2 separate regions of the Pan troglodytes genome follow, and region 2 is linked to region 1. A link is a contact called in public Hi-C data. All regions are on one chromosome and are shown on one strand. Each heading gives the region's core, a stretch centred on a gene start, on an enhancer-like site or on the middle of the called end of the contact. The rest is flanking DNA. Distances are from core to core; before and after follow the strand shown.

What was found. Hi-C and Micro-C count contacts between places; a contact is called where the count stands out from the background.
Region 2: a Hi-C map of stem cell-derived neural progenitor cells shows a contact between it and region 1, with 7 times the contacts expected there. The contact joins the enhancer-like site here to the promoter of POU2F1 in region 1. A contact is called at or near these places in 3 of 7 Hi-C or Micro-C datasets (induced pluripotent stem cells and stem cell-derived neural progenitor cells), 1 of 1 datasets of contacts at active chromatin or transcription factors (stem cell-derived excitatory neurons) and 1 of 1 other capture datasets (stem cell-derived neural stem cells).

Annotation. Positions count from the first base shown.
Region 1 is chr1:81,886,766-81,890,064 of NHGRI_mPanTro3-v2.0_pri, reverse strand. It overlaps POU2F1 (POU class 2 homeobox 1), which reads left to right and starts at 1,467. Exons shown (of 16, transcript NM_001279883.2): 1 at 1,467-1,547.
Region 2 is chr1:82,051,588-82,054,947 of NHGRI_mPanTro3-v2.0_pri, reverse strand. All of the region lies in intron 3 of GPA33 (glycoprotein A33), which reads right to left. Among named protein-coding and RNA genes, the nearest start is that of GPA33, 23 kb to the right of the region's middle. Within about 2 kb of position 1,532, at least 7 of the 24 cell types and tissues checked have an H3K27ac peak or open chromatin away from gene starts, as enhancers often do. A contact at or near this core is called in stem cell-derived neural progenitor cells, where this site is marked.

The DNA of each region.
Region 1 (3,299 bases), core at 218-2,717:
TCACTGACAATAGCTTTAACTGTACTTGCACAGTTAAAGGAGTCCAACGAGCATGCTAGGACTGATGATTAAAACTTTACCCATTAAAATAATTGCACTCACTTGGAAATCAGTTTTGTTTTTAATTGTAGAACCAGCAGTTCTACCCAATTTAAACTTCAGTCATATCTCTCAAGACAGATTAACTAGAGCTGATTTTTTTTAAACTTTGCTTACCATGAAATACACCTTTCTATTCTTAAAAAACAAACAAACAAAAATAGGGCTTTAAAAATTCGTAAAATTAGACCTGGGACTTTGTCCAGGGAATTTCGCCATTTAAGATAAAGAAAACTCAGCAACATTATGTCTAGTTACCAAGAAAGATATGTGCAACGCGAAACCTTTCCCCAATACCATATTTACTCCGAGAAACACAGCAAAATAAAATTCACGATGAAGTTACGATTTCGACATTTTTATTAGTCATCAGCTTACTGCTAGGTTTTAAAAGGTGTTCCAAGGCGGGAAGAAGGCGCGGGGGGAAGCCTCAGAATACGGGGTCTGTTTCGATTGGGGGGAGCGGCGTTAGAGGGGCGTGAAGGCAGAAAGGAAGGGTAGGGCGGAAATTAGCGACTTAATAAGACGCCTAGCTCCCGAGGAAGCCAGCCTGGCGTTAGAAGCAGGTAGAGCAGAAGAGATGTAGGGCTAATTAAAACAATCACACGACACTCCCCCTCGCGTTTGCCGGGGCCGGGTTCTCCTGCACTGGCAGAGCCGGGGGCGGGGATTAGCTCGGATTCAAATTTAAAGCGGGAGGCCCGCGTGTGGCTCAGCAGGTGCTTCATGCCCGGCTCCCGCGGCGGTCGTTTCCGCCCCTACCTGCCCAGAGGGCCGGAAATTACCTAGCGAGGAGCGGCTTATCCATTGTTGCCAATGTTTCAACTGCGCGGAAAGCCTGAAGAAAGATGCGGAGCACAGGGCACGCGCCCCCACATTTCTGGCCGCTGCGCTCCTTGCCGTGCTTTTACAATGCCACAGGCCACTGGGGGAGACCGGAGCGAAGCCAGGAGGGAAGCAAGGCGGGAGGAAAAGGGAGAAGTGTAAGAAGACACAGGCGCCCAGGACACTATATAATCTGGTTCTGAGCTAGAGGGAGCGCATGCGCCGGCGACACTTCTGGCGGCAGGAGAAAGGCGCGCATGCGCAGAGCCGAGACGAAAAATGAAGCCACAGGGTGCCTGGCTGATTGAGGGCGCTGCTTTAGCTACCGAAGGGCCACAGCGCCCCGAAGGCGCGTGCGCAGAGCGCGGGAAGTGGGTGGAGCTCTTCTGAGGGGGCCGGGGCGAACAGAGCCGGCCTCGCGCGCCCCCTGGCGCGCGCCCGGGGAGAGGAAGGAGCGGGAGGGGGCGGAGAGGAGGGAGGAGACAAGCAGGGCGGGAGGGGGGAGGGGAGCCAGAGCGAGGGAGGGTTTATCGACCGGGCGATTTTGGTTAAAATATTCAAAATGGCGGACGGAGGAGCAGCGAGTCAAGATGAGAGTTCAGCCGCGGCGGCAGCAGCAGCAGGTAATCATTACAGCATTTTACATATTCATATTCATACTCAACCCCGGCTCCCGCTGCCCCCCCCGCGACTTAGCATAATTTATTAGTACTCAGGATTATTATAATTAACGGCGGGGAGATGGGGGGCCGGGGAGCATTGAGCCCCCGCCGGGCGCCGAGCGGAGGGGGAAAGAGGCTCGGAGCGGCCAGGCGGAGGGGGAAGACAAGGGGCAAAGGGGGCTGCGATCCACTGCCCTCCTCCTGCCCCCGGCCCACCCCGCCGCCGCTCGCCGCCCGACCGTCGGCACCGGCCCTCCTCCTCTGCCGGCCGCCGCTGCCGCCTCCTCGCCGCCGTGCCCGAACCCGAGCGGGTCCGCGGCGGGGCGGCGGGGCCGGGGCAGAGGGAGAGGACAATAAAGACATTTTACATATTCATAGCTGCTGGGCCGGCGGGGCGCAATAGGGCGCGGGCGGGCGGCCGGGGCCGGGCGGGCGCGGGGTGGGGGGCGTGAAGGGGGATGGAGGCGGCGGCGAGCACAATGCCGGGGAGGCGGCGGGGCCGGAGCGGACCCCGGAGGCCGGACACCCGCACGCGTCTTCCCCCGGGAGCGGGCCCGGGCGGGGGGGCGCTGCCCGCCTTGGGGGGCGGCCCTCAGGGCAACCGGGGGTGCGCGCGGGGGGAGCTCCCTGCCCGCGCCCCGCGCGGGGCTGAGCCCGGGGGTCACGGCCCCAGGCACCTCGGCCGCGCCCCACTGGTCCCCAATGTGGTGGCCTGACCCAAGCCAGGCCTGCTCTCTAGGTGGGTAGGGGTGAGCGGTCGTGGGAGCTGCGAGGTGGCCTGGGGCGGCGGGGGTGGGGAACCCGCGCAGGGGTCTGCGTGCCCCCCCTGGGGGGTGGACTGGATTGGAAGGAGTCCTTGGGGCAAGTTCCTTCCGAGGGGATGTCCTCTGGGGCGGCCCGCGCGCCCCAGGCCTGCGGTCGGTAGCCCCTTTGCGTTGTCGGCCGGGGCTTCGCGGGCGAGTTGGGCTGGAGGTGCCTGGCGTGGTCTGACCTCCGTCTCCCTTTGCCCCTCCCCGCTGCCCCCCCTCAGTTCCCCCCACCCCCTGCGCCTGACCGGGACGCACGGAGCGGGTGGCCCTCCGGGGCCTCTCGCTCCGAGGCCCCAGAAGCGCCCAGAGGCCTCCCGAGAACTTGGATGTAAAGGGCTGCCCTCCTGCCCCAGAATGGGCTGGCCTGACAAGTTGATCGTATTCTCGATTTCCTCTCTCCTGTTGGGAGTCGGTGGGGAGGGACGGGGATCCCCCTCCCTTCTTCTGTGGCGGTGTTTTCTCGCTGTGTGCTGGGTCGTCTTTACTCTCTGCTTAGCTGAACCTCTTCTCATTTGAATAATGTCTAATTCGGGGAGGTTTATATTATTGAAATGGCCGCCTGGCTTTCCCCGCCTCTCATGTTTAGTAATTCAGACCTTTAATAACAGCCACTCACAGCCCAACGCCGTGTTTATATTTTACATTCGCCCCATGTGCTTTTGTGGTTCGATATGATTCTTTTTTTTTTCCTTGGCAATCCGCAGGGCTCTGAGATCAAACCCAGGCCGTGCTGGGAAGAGAGGGGGGAAGCTAGGCCTTGGCTTCTCTAGCAGTTGCCTAGGCCTCATGTTCTCTGCTGCTTGATTTATTTACTAATAACCAAAATGACTACCTCCACCAACTTCCACACACTTTCCCCTCCTCTGCGGGCAAAACAAACTCTCTTGGGGCTTTACTAGCATTA
Region 2 (3,360 bases), core at 283-2,782, 160 kb before region 1:
GCAAAGGCTCAGAGGCAAGAAGCAGCATGAAGCATGCTTGAGACTTCAGGTCGTGTCCTTGGAGGTGAGAAGGGGAGGACACAGAGTGGAGAGGGTTGCTCCTGGAATCCCTAGGTGGCAAGCCTGTCTCCTCTGCGTCTTTCTTTTCACATCCCCTTGGATGGCTTGCTTGCCCAATAAACAGTGCTGCCCATTCTATAATCCAGGTGCACAGTCGCTGAGCATCAGGAGTGCATTCTGATCTCGGCCCCACCCGGCAGCTGCTGAGAGAAACCCTTCCACACACACCACTCTCCTCTAGCCCAGCAGCCACAGTATTTCCTCTTGGAAAGAGCCAGGCTATTGTTGGGTGTGCCCAACATCTCCTGCTGCCATAGTGAGGGCTGGCCAGGTGTGGGGCAAGCATGAGGGAAATTAGAGGCCCTCCCTGATTGTCACTTTCCCTTGGATGGTTCCTAAACATAAGAGGTCCAAAGTTCAAGGCCGGGCCTCATCTATCCTGCACCAGACCCTGGGACTGGAGCTGTGTGGGGAGGGGGAGTCTGCGGCCTAAGGACCACTCTTACCAGCAGCCAACAAGCAGGTCCCCGGGGAACAAGAGAAGGTGAACACCACTTCCCAGAGGACCCCTAGGATGGGCTTGCTGAGCCAAGCTTTATCTCTTGAGCTTTTCAGAGGTATAGGAGCATCCCTCTCCACGCATCCAAACCATTCAGCCTTTTCCCAGGAATGCCTTGAATCAGAAGCAAAGGCTTTATTCCACAATTGGAGAGCGGGCAAAACACCAATCCCATCTGAGGAGTCCCAGGTGTCCCCAAAGTCACACCAAGTGTGCATGACTGACAGTAGAGCCTTTCTACAACCAGGGTTCTTTGGGATAAAAGACAAAAAGGGAAGAAAAGTAACTGAGGCCTACTGGCATCTACAGAGCACTCAAAGGCATCTGAATGCATCCAAAAACTGTTACAGCTTTGCTGAAACCACCATTTTCTAAGGGAAAACTGCTGAAAGCAAATCCTTAATTCTCTCCAGAGGCAGAGGTACAGACAATGGCAAAGAAGTGACCAGCCACTCCCAAAAAGATCAGCCTTAGGGCGGAATGTGTCAGTTCCCAGCCCCTAAACCCTCTGGCCTCACCCAGGAACCCCTGCTCTCACCCTGTCCAGATCCCTCACTAAGGTCTCTCTCCTCAGCCTTCCACCGTCAAAAACAGGTAGGACCTCCGATCAAACAGATCTTTAACAGATCAAATCGTCCTTCCACACATGTGGGGCCCGTGAGACCTCCGGGGGACTCGGTATATTATCAGTCTTACCTCCCCAGCAGAATGCAGATGTTACCTGAATATTCACTGGAGGAGCAGTGATAGGGAGGGAGGGGAAACGGAACCAGTCGGGTGCCAAGGCCTCTCCGAAGCCTGCGACTCCCGCTACAGACGTCAGGGGGCGCCAGAGGCCGGAGCACCGGGTCCCCGGTCCCGGAGCCCCAGTTTTCCCAGCCGAGACCGAGACTGAGACCACGCGTGCTGCCCCGAGGCGCGGGCTGAGAGGCCGCCGGGCTGGGAGCTTCATGCTCGCCTCGGTTTACTGAGGTCATCCAGCCCCAGTGGGCTGGCTGCCTTAAAATAGCCTAGCTGCAAAGCCATTAGGAAAGAAAACGTGTGTGTGAATGTTTATATATGTTTTTATTTGTTTATATATGTTTATATGTATATAATTTAAACTTGTTTCTTCGAGTGCATTAAAAAATGGGCTCTTTCTTTTCTCTGTGTTTTTTGTTTGTTTGCTTGCTTGCTCGCTTGCTCGCTTGTTTGTTTTGAGGCCGGTCTCTGTCACCCAGGTGGGAGAGCAGCGGCTCGATCACGGCTCATTGCAGCCTCGACCTCCCCAACTCAAGAGATCCTCCACCTCAATTTTTTTATTTTTTTTTTGTAGAGAGGAGGTCTGGCTATGTTGCTCAGGCTGGTCTCCGCCTCGGCCTCCTAAAGTGCTGGGATTACAGGCGTGAGCTACCGCACCCGACCCTTCTTCTTTTTTAAAAAAGTAAAACATTGGTTTCACCGAGTTCCATAATCTCAGATTAAATTTGTATCCTTCTGGCTGGCCCTGATTGGGAGGGAGAGGGATCAGCATTTATATAATGCTTATGTGGAGGATTTCGGGGGACTGTGCATTAATACTTCCATTGCCCAAAGGAAATGAGACCTATTTAAGGGACCCCTAACATACATATGTACGTGTGTGTATGGGATGTCTATTGTAGTATTGTTCATACAAAAAAATGTTAACAGCCTGAATATTCATCAGTATGGAACACTTGAATAAATCATGGTACCTCCGTGTGATGGAATGTATGCTGTTAATCGGTAGATCTGCATGTGCCGATCTGGAGAAATGTGCATGAAACAAGGTTAGAAAGAAAAAACGCAGAGTGATCTTTATAACATGATTCCATTTTTTTAAAGGAAAGAAAGGAAAAGAGAAAAGTATGCAAGAGTGTGTGTGTGTTGAAAGGACATGAGGAAAATATGGAATACCTACCTGTGTTGCCATTGGCTACCTCTCTAGGGGGTAGGGCGGAAGGAGACCTTAGTTATTCTTTATACAATGCTAGTTTGCATAGTTGTATAGTTGGACTCACTATAATGCTTTCAAAACGTCAGGCAACCACCTTATGCAATAAAAATATCTTAATTATTAATTAAATTAAATTTTAAAATAAATTTAATTTAAATTAAACATATTAATTAAAAATAAAATGCAATCAAATATGTAAAAGGAAGAAGGAAAAAAGATCTTTGTTTTGGTTTAAAGCATTGCTACCTCCCAGCAGTGGTGCCATTTCTTATATTGGACATAGACTAAGTGCTCATTAAATAACAGTTCTTTTCCAATAACGATTTGACTTTGAGTCAGTTGCTTCCTTTCTCTGGGCCTCATCTACAAAATGAGGATATTAAAGTAGATGATCTTTCAGATCCTTCCCAAACTATAAATTCCAATAATAAGTCATTCCTATGAAAAGAATGTTATCTTGGGACACATTTCAAAGGGAGTAGAACCTGATTGATGGAGTATCTGTTGAGGGATGGGGGTGAGCAGATGGTGGCAGGAAGAATTTCTGCTGGGTAGCCAAAGTTACGGCAGGGAAAGATATAAGAGAATCATGATGTGGCCCCCTGAGCACCCAGTTAAGGCACAATGAGTCTTTGCAATAGGATTTAAGATTTTCCTTTATCTTTGTAATAAGTGTGGTATGAAAAAGAGGAGCTGGTGTGGAGGAAAGGACACCGACAGAGCAAGGGACCACTCCAAGTCGGCCTTCTCTGTCCTCGAGAACTGTTGGCCATTGGCGGAGAAC